Linked DNA regions of Anser cygnoides: region 2 is linked to region 1. The links are chromatin contacts, called in public Hi-C maps. All regions are on one chromosome and are shown on one strand. The core of a region is the stretch at or near the end of the contact, and the rest is flanking DNA. Distances in the headings are between cores, read along the strand shown. Region 1 overlaps LOC136790427 (a long non-coding RNA gene). Region 2 overlaps QKI (QKI, KH domain containing RNA binding).

Evidence for each region. Hi-C and Micro-C count contacts between places; a contact is called where the count stands out from the background.
Region 2: a Hi-C map of liver shows a contact between it and region 1, with 2.0 times the contacts expected there. The contact joins two enhancer-like sites. A contact is called at or near these places in 2 of 7 Hi-C or Micro-C datasets (both in liver).

What each region holds. Positions count from the first base shown.
Region 1 is chr3:48,554,869-48,559,583 of Taihu_goose_T2T_genome, forward strand. All of the region lies in intron 5 of LOC136790427 (a long non-coding RNA gene), which reads right to left. Among named protein-coding and RNA genes, the nearest start is that of QKI, 350 kb to the right of the region's middle. Within about 2 kb of position 2,838, at least 2 of the 3 cell types and tissues checked have open chromatin away from gene starts, as enhancers often do. A contact at or near this core is called in liver, where this site is marked.
Region 2 is chr3:48,751,955-48,756,669 of Taihu_goose_T2T_genome, forward strand. The region is part of intron 8 of QKI (QKI, KH domain containing RNA binding); the gene reads right to left. Among named protein-coding and RNA genes, the nearest start is that of QKI, 150 kb to the right of the region's middle. Within about 2 kb of position 2,592, at least 1 of the 3 cell types and tissues checked has open chromatin away from gene starts, as enhancers often do. A contact at or near this core is called in liver, where this site is marked.

The DNA of each region.
Region 1 (4,715 bases), core at 1,588-4,087:
ACTGGAAGGCCTCTTACACCAGAAAATTTCTTCCGAACAGAGGCACCTCCTGCTCCCAGACCTGCCCCTGCCCGCTGCCTCTCCCAGCTTGCCAGGGACCTAAGCCATAGGGTCCTTCCTGGTGCCAGGTGCCAGGCATTGCCTTTCAGGCGCTGGCTGGGCAGAGGCAGGCAGCAAGTGGTGCAGGAAGTGGGGAGCAGCAGCTGCACCACCACGTGCTAACAGAAATAAGCAGGGCTTCTGTCAAGGGTCCTCTGTGCAGCTGCATGCTTTACATACCTTGGGACAGCTGTGCATTAAGGCCAATGCTAGTCTTTAATTGCAAATTGCTTTAAGCAGCTGTTTAAAAAGCAATCCACCTATCTTGACCTCCTCTTGCCATCTCAAGCAGCACTTTGGAAATTGTTACACAAAGGCCATCTCCAAACGGAGCAATGTCATCTCCATGGGGTGAGCGTGGCAAAATGTCCAAGTTTTGGGGAATGGGCTTCAAACATGTATGCACCCTGATATTTCTGAGAGCAAGGATAAAATAGACTAAAAGGAATCAGAAACAGAGATTTCTCTTTCAGCAGGCATAGACAGACAATCCACTTGTGGAAACTGAAGAAGGAAAGGTTGTGCATTTTGAAAAGCAGACGATCTGGATCTGCACCAACAGCTCTTTATAATCCAGTGGTGGAAGGTCTAATTGAGGCTGTACAATTACTTCCTCTCTATATAAAATGAAATGCGCACTCCCTTAGTGGTTATCATTGGTGAAAAAACAAAACAAAACAAAAAAAAAAAACAATGGGGAAAAGGGTTGAAATACACTGCAGGATCAATTTTAGTTGTAATGATTTTTAACATTTCATCTATACGTTTAACTGGCTGAAGCGGGTGGAAATAAATATTATGTTAGCAACTGTGTCATGGGATGAGGCTTTGCTTTTGATTAAAAAAATAAAGGGAAACAACCACCACCATTTTATAGATATTGTAATTTGTTCTACATACAGTTTTTCAATAGTGAGGTGTACTAAAATATTTAACTGGTAAATAAAAATGCCTGTAAACTTCTAAAGACATCTTCAGAGCACCTGGACAAAGACTGAAGAATGTCCTTTCATGCTGTGTTGTCTTGTAATATTTAACATAAGCCTATATAAAAAGATATGCACATGCATAGAGTATCACACACAATTATCACTTCATACATCACTTCCATATAATAAAATATACTAAGACTACTGTTTTTTCAAACCTTATTATGCATTGGTCTGTTTCTTTTTTTTAATGATATTAACAATTATTTGTCTCCACATCGTTTGTTTTATTAGCACACAGTGCAAACTGAAATCACAAACCGAGATACAAGTTCAAGCTCAGACACCAGTCCCAGATTCCCCCACTGCAGAGCAGTTTGGAGTTCATGTTTAAAGAACCAGAAACATAAAGCCTAATTAATGCATTTTTTCGTTATAAAATATGGAATATATGCACCAAGCTGGAGGCAAAAGACCACCAGCTATTACATGATATCACATAATTTGATCTCTTAAATCTCAGACATCAGTAATATTAGTGATGTAAATAAATAAATGAAACAAAATAAAACAAAAAAATCTGACATGTAACATGTCTAGGGGCCTCGGTTCAATTTTAAACATCTGAACCTTGGGTAACAATCCAGACTTTTCCACTGAAGTTTTTACCCAGTGGATGTTTATTTTTCTCCAGCGTAATTTGATGCTGCTGTTGGTTTTGGCATTAATACATTAAAAGTTAAATTTATGTCAGCACCAACAGATCAACTATCAGCTGTTGCTATTAACTTTGACATCAAAATCATTAAGAAATTGCCATCATGTAAATTAATTATCAGAATTGTATTGGCATGAATGCATAACGATATTACTCATGCAAATAATTAAAGAAAATGCACAGTGAAAAACACATTAGAATAATGGCACAAAATGTCATTATTCTGGCTTCTTGACAACAAGGCACTATTAGTTTTCAGCACAGTGAACTTTAAGGTTAACAGAAAGAGACAGGGAAGTCCAGTGCAGGGCTAAAGCTGCTCTTATTTGTGCCTGTATTTATTCAGCGTACGACACGGTAGGAATGAAAACCAACATTTTTAAACTCATCGGAGAAAGCTTTTTACATCACTCTGGGAGAAATTAAAAAAAAGGAACAAGAGAGCAGCAGAATGACTTATAGTGCTGTTGTCCAAAGATATATGTTCTTTTGTTGTTGCCAATTTCAAGTCTCAAAGGACCTCCAGCACAGAAGGGTTGCTGTTATTAAAATGCTGGCATATTTCTGAGCACAGGAGAGTAATAATTAACCTGAAAGTATTTAGGTTATCTCCTTCCACCCCCTACCCAAAAGGTAATTATTACTGATCAGTGCGCAGGGAGAGAGCGCGGTGATTACGGTACATGTGTGCGGTCTCTTAATTTAATGTGCAATGGGCTGAGGCAGCTTTTTCGTCAACAGCAAAAGACTGTCCACTCCAATAGAACAAACATTACTAACGAGTCCGTAGTGCACGCCAGCTTACTCACCAGCTGGACACATTTCTCTTAAATGTCTCTCCCCATTCCCTCCCAAGCCAACGGAAGAGGTGTTTCTCAGTCATGGTTTTGTACTTGAACCAGAAATTATACTATAGAAACAATGCAAAAAGGCAGTCATTTAGCAGGGTCTTGCCTTCCATCTCCCGTCTCCACTAGGCTAAGGAAAACCCATGCGTCCTCAAAATCAGGAGTTTACATCCTACAAACAAAATTTGATGTTTTAAAAGTTAAAGCATGGGGGACAGAGCCTTATGTGTCTTCCTGTAGAAAGCAACTCCTAATGACAATCAAAAGAAATGGAATATCTCCATGGTAAAGCAGAGGGCTGGGAAACAGGACATCTATGTCCTTGGCCCCATCCTTGTTATTCTGCATAATTTCAGGCAAGTCACTTAAATGGCTTGCTTTAAATTCTTTGCTGTTGCCAAAGTGAGAACAACAGTGCCTACCACACAGAGATGTGGTAAACACACTGCAATAAAAAACATAAATAAATCCATAAATTAAAACTAGTGAAAGTACCTAGGCATGCACAAATATCCTAGATGTTCCTGAAAAAATCCGTAAAAGATCCATTTCTGATCTAGCGCCCAAATTCTGCCACTGAGGCTGCCAGTACAGGCTCCTGCATGTCTGAGGAGTCACTTCTAAACCTCAGTTCAGACCCTCCTTGTCACGGCAATTTCTAGTCTTGACAGAATGAACCTCGGCACAGAAACGGGATGTACAGGCGGGCAAGCTAAGCCTCAGTGGTGTCCAAAGGTTCGGTTACTGTTTAGATCTCCTGGCAGTTCAGAGGTTATTTTCTAGTTTGCCAGGGGGGTGGGGAAATGCACAGAGCAAACTATTTTAGGGCAGCCAAGGTCTCTGGCAACAATTTGGATCATAATTAATATCAGGGCAGTGGCAAATGTAATTAAAAAAATATATAATTCTGGTTTTCTTTAAACTTTGTAACATGCCCCAGGGATGGCTAACTTTTCAGGTATGCTGTGACTTTTTATGGCGAAATGCAGACATTTTACTTGAAACAGTTTATTTAATGATGCCCTGAACCTCTTACTTCTGTTTAACAATCCATGCTTTGCTTCTAATCCATCAACAGATAGGTCAAACTTGTACCCATAATTTAAAGTTATGTTAATAAGATCTATGACATGTCTTGCAACATTTTATTGATAATATGTAATGTATTATAAGTATCATGAGCGTCCAGAGCTGCTGTCACTCAGGGATTGTGCACATAAGGTATTACATCTCAAAAGCATGCCGCTGCAGTGAAAAAAGGACTTTAAATAAATAGGCTGGCACAATTCTGCCTTCAAAGGGACAGTCTATAAATTCACAAACAAGATTTACTGTGTAATTCAAGCCTGAATCAACACAGGACATACACTGTGTAACTGAGAAGGGGCACACCACGTGGTAGGGTGTTTATAGTGTGGGCAATATTGTAATGCAGAGGTTGTTTTGCAGGCACATCTTTTCCTTTTCTAATTACACTGATTGCCACCTCCCATTTACAATCACATACCTTCACTGAGTTTAACTGCAGTAATTGCCGCATGATAAATTTATATAAGGAAAATATTGAGCGTCTGTTTAGTGCCTTATAATGTAATTTAGTTGCTGGAAAAAAAAAAAAAGAAAAAAAAAGATGGAAACTACAGCATCGTGTGACTTCAGGTCTCCATGGAACATGGCAAAAAAGCCTATGCACTACATTTCCAAGATCTCTGAGGTACGGTAGCTGCATCTGGGTTAGAATGAACATCTGTAAATGCACATGCTAATGTGTAGTTTACAGCCACATCTACTTATGTTAGTTTACTAAATTCTGCAGATAATATTTTCGGCTTCTCAGCTGATTGTCAATGGTACAAAACTAATTCTTGGGAAAGGGCAGATAGTGTGTTACTTTGGGAGCAATAAAACCCTGAAGTGATGGTCCCTGTGACATCACTCGAAGATGTAATTCACTCCAGGAGCTGCTGCTTCTCCACCCAAAAATTCAGCAACACAATCTACTAGGAATAAAATTGTGTTTTTTTCCTATTAAAGAAAAAATAGCTAAAATTACAACTAATACAGGATATCATTAGCCACTTAATTCCAAACATCACTCTAGCTTTATAGGGGTTAGGACCC
Region 2 (4,715 bases), core at 1,342-3,841, 200 kb after region 1:
TATGCTAGCTTTAATAAAAAGTACTTCTTCTCTTATTAGCTCTAACACTTGTTACAGTGGTGCTTCCAGAACTATAACATCATCACCATCACTTGGTCATCTCCAAGAAATCAATAAAATTGATGCATCCATAAATCTATCATGCAAATGTATATTGTGTTTATGGTAAATAATGCATACTTGCTTCATTTACAGTTACAGACAACACAGCATATCCATTAAGCAAATGTAAAGCAAAAAACAAACAAAAAAATCCTGTTAATCAGATGACCATGAAAATTTGTCTCTTCAACAAATAACACCTTTCATAACAGTGCTAAAAGCATTAATGAAAATTGAAGTGTGAAAAATGTACATTCTTTATTCTGCTGTTTAGATACAGAATAAAATTTAACTTTTTCAGAAAATAATACTATAGCTACAGCTTTGAGAGCTGTCAATTTGCTTGAGGATAAAGTACATGCACTTTTTTCCAGTTATTTTATTGCACATAATGTACAGTCATAATTGGTGTTTTATTTACATGTGTTTTGGCAATGTCCATGTTTTTTTTTCCCCTCAGAATACATTATTTTGCACAAACAAAACCTTAAATGTTTCACACAAACTGCCATAATACAAGTAGAAGCATATATGTATATATGTATTTCTTTTTAAATTAAATCTTCGAAGAGTTTCAGATCTCAGCTAATCTTTGCCTTGGGAGTCAAGATTCCTCCCAGTTAGCCTGTTGTCAGAGACGGACATCCGGACTGCTGGCATCGAGAAATGGGCGCTGCAAGGACCCACCCGCTGCGCCTCCCGCCCGCTCCTACGCAGAACCGTACCACCTGCAATTAGTGCGCAGGCACATAGAAGGAAGAGCACTGTACTTTTGTTAACCAGTTTGATTCAACATTGATCACCATGCGTTAACGTTATGGCTTGTGTTATTTGAACAGTTTTCCATTAACAGGGCTTTAGAAAAATATATTTAGTATATTAAAAACAAATTCCAGTAACAATTATGTACTTTCACTCTAGGAATGTGTTATTCAGATTTCACTCTGTACAACATGCTATTTATGATGACTGCAATTGTTACCCAGATACAAAGAACTAAGTTTCATATACTTGTGAGTATGTTTCTCCCAAGTTACAATGATTTCTTAATGGGCAGCAACACACTTCAATGCTTCCCTGCATTATCAGGGCAGAAAACTTTTTAGTGGTCCCCCTCGGAGAGTCCCTCTTGGAATAAACCGTTATGTGCAGATTTTTTTTTTTTTACATGCTTTTTAAAGATCTGTTCAAATAAAATATCAAAATCATCAGTATACACTCAGCATATGTTCATTAAAAATCTTTTGAAAGATATCCCTGAAGACTCTTTATGAAGTATTTTCTAGATTGGTAGCACAGAAAAAAAAAATATTGGAGAAGTAAAATTTGTTATAATTTAGTTCAACATTTCACTTAAGAAATCAATAGCATTGCTGAGATTTCATTTTAAAAGGTTCTGTGGTGTTTTTGTTTACATTCTGAGGTACTTAAAAAAAAATAAGAGGTTTATCCTAAGATTAAACCATTTTATTTGATGGACCAGCAACGCTCTACTTAACTTGAATGTATGATCTTTCAAATGTAAAGACAATTTAACCCCAGAAAAGAAACAAAAAAAACAACCTAGCTCCAGTGATGTAGCAATATTGAAACCATCCTCAAATTCAGTTCTAAAAATAGCCTGTGTCTTTCCTACAAGCAGGCAAAGTATAAAATAGTTAAATTTTCAGACAGGCACTTAGGTAAACTGAGAAATGCATTTGGTGGTCAACAGCAATTAGCATAAATTTTCGATTTTTTTTCTTTCCTTCAACTTTAAAGTACTTCAAAATTTAAGGCAATTTTCACTACTTTAAAGAATGAGATGAAAATGCACTGTGAACAAAGTATGACAGTAGTTCGTATCTAATAAAAACAGAAAACGTTAAAAATATTGCAGAAAAGTAGTAGTTGTAGAACTATTTTTCAATATAAGACATTATTACTTTGCCGTATTTGAATAGTTTCACTTACACCAGAGAATACTTCAGAGTTTAAATGCGTGCCTCTGATTAAATATTTTAATAATATAAACTAGCAGATCTGAAATGACACCTGTGCCATTACCTAATCAAAAGGTCTCAATGTTATCTGTTTTTTTTTTTCCACCATCTAACTGTGACTGACTTTTAGGATAACACTATATTCACCATCTGTTTATATTTCTGTACAAGTGAAACTATTCTAAATGCATTGATATTCTAGCTGTACCTAAACACTTTTGTAAAACAAACTAAAAAGTACACACTATTATAAAACGTCTTCATCATAGCTAACCTATTTTTCCTCCATAAAATAAAGATACATTCTATTTTAATTACTACATATAAGAACTTCTTAAAGTTTTCTATCACATAGATTTCAAGATGTGTAGTTTGAAACATCATAAATTAAAGGTTCAGAACAAATGCAAAGCCTCATTGCCTCATTGTCTGAATTTTTTACTATCTACATAAAAAAAATGGGGTTTCACAAGAACTGCAGGTATCTGAAGAGTGATCTACATCAACGATCTCCCTTGACATTAGCTATAACTGTCCTCTTAAGATTGCAAGTCCAGGCGGACTACCCAGGCTACGTAAAGGAGCCTCAGACAACAGAAGTTTTAAGAGAGAGAAATGTTTCTGTAAAAATAATCTGCATAGAGGTACAATCAAAACAGCATCTTCGCCATTTCAATTCCCTGCATTCGTGTTGCTACAGTCATCCACAGGGATAAAGATTACATAAAGGCAGCCTTGGAATTTGAAATGGCTCTTGCTCGGTAATTTAGTGAAAGGTGTGTTTTTGTACTTTCTGCAGTCATTACGAAATGATCCAGTCTGACCTTTGGCTTACAGAAATTGTACTCCCCTGAGCTATGCAATACTGATAGACTATTGCAGAAGTACAAAAAAATTACATAAAAATAGCATGGCATGAAGAAAATAAGGCACTTTTGGCAAGGAAAAAAAGAAGATTTTGTATTTCAATGCACGGTAATTGCATCTAGATGTATTTTGTGCTTGGAAACATCCCACAATGCAACAGGTGCCAAAACCAACACATCCCAAATTGCTATGAGATTAACTGCAACCTCTGAATGGTTCAACAAAGAATCAAACTGGTTTCTGTACACCATCATGATTTACCAATACATTGGCATCTTTGCTCTTTTGCTGTGAGCTGAGAGTAATTATTTTAGAGAAAGAAAAAGAAAGTGTGGAATTAGTAATGCAGATGCTGAAAGGCAAGTGGCAAGACTCTACAAGAAGAATGCCTCAAAAAAAAAAAAATGCTACTTTGTTCCCATATCTACTGGCACCTATTCCCCAAGGTAAAAGGCCAGGATGACCAAAGCCAACTTAATAGTAGTGTGCAGAATGTCAGCCGACAAACAACATAAAAACAAGTCACGTTGTGTTATCTGTGGTCACGTTCTTCAGGGTTAGTCCAGTAACTCAAGACTTTACATTCTTCCGTCTTTATTTGTTTACTTAATTAAACATGTAATGGTTAATAAACAGACATAGTCCAGAGTTAGTAGGTTGGTATTATAACATTTATTAAAATAATGCTATGGGTTAATAGAAACAGCAAAGAACCAAAGAATTAAAATGCAAGCTATGTAAAAACCCAACTAAAACCCAAATATGTCTAATGTATTCATCCAGTAGCTAACTAAAAGCCCAAGAAAGACAACACTCCCAATATAATAAAGTACTGCAAAACAATTGGCAATTTTTCAGTTATCAAAATTGTGGGTTTTGCATTTTGTATCCTTTTTTTTTTCTCAATCAGGAAAAAAATTCTTTTGAATGTTATATAACATACATATAAAACAAGATAGAAAAATACATTATAAACTTGTAACAATGGCTGTAAATACATTATCTTACATGTTTCTCATAGGCAATAGGTTGGTTATGGTACATACATAGCATGAAACTACTAAGATAATAAAGAATAGACAAATACATGTCATCTGTACGGTTACATACAAGCGACACTCCCATCTACCCACTCTAAAAAAAATTACATAATACTGTCAGAAAGAAGTCTTAAAACTACTTATTTTAATAAAGAAAAAGTCATTAAAGAATGATAATACTGAGAACCAAGGCATTCAGAGATTTCAAAAGTCATGCTTTTTAAGTTGATCCAAAATTTTGTCAACTAAGTTTTCAGAAGTTTGTTCAGAGCAAACATTACTTTCACATGTCACACATCTGTTTCATACACTTCCCCCCCATCCCCAATAAAAGACCTTTGATAAACATCTAAAAATGTCCAGGTTTTATCATAGTTGAGATGAAAGTGGATCAAATACTGGTATTGTTTTAGCAAATCTCTCTTCAAATGTTCGAGTGTCGCAAGTTTATTCAACCAACCAACCAAAAAAAAATCAAAATGGCACAGCATATACTGTAAGTAAAATCAACACAACTGTATGTGTAACAGGAAGACAAAGCCGGTGGCACAATAAACAAAAAGCTAGCTGAATACGAAAGGATGAATGTCTATTGCATAGTAAATAAACTGATAATTATTTCCAGGTGAGACAAGATGTTAGATGAGGTCACCATGCAGGTGCTTAAAATGTAAGCCCTCTTAGCTTACTATCGACCTTTCATTTGGAAGCTGTGAAGATTTGC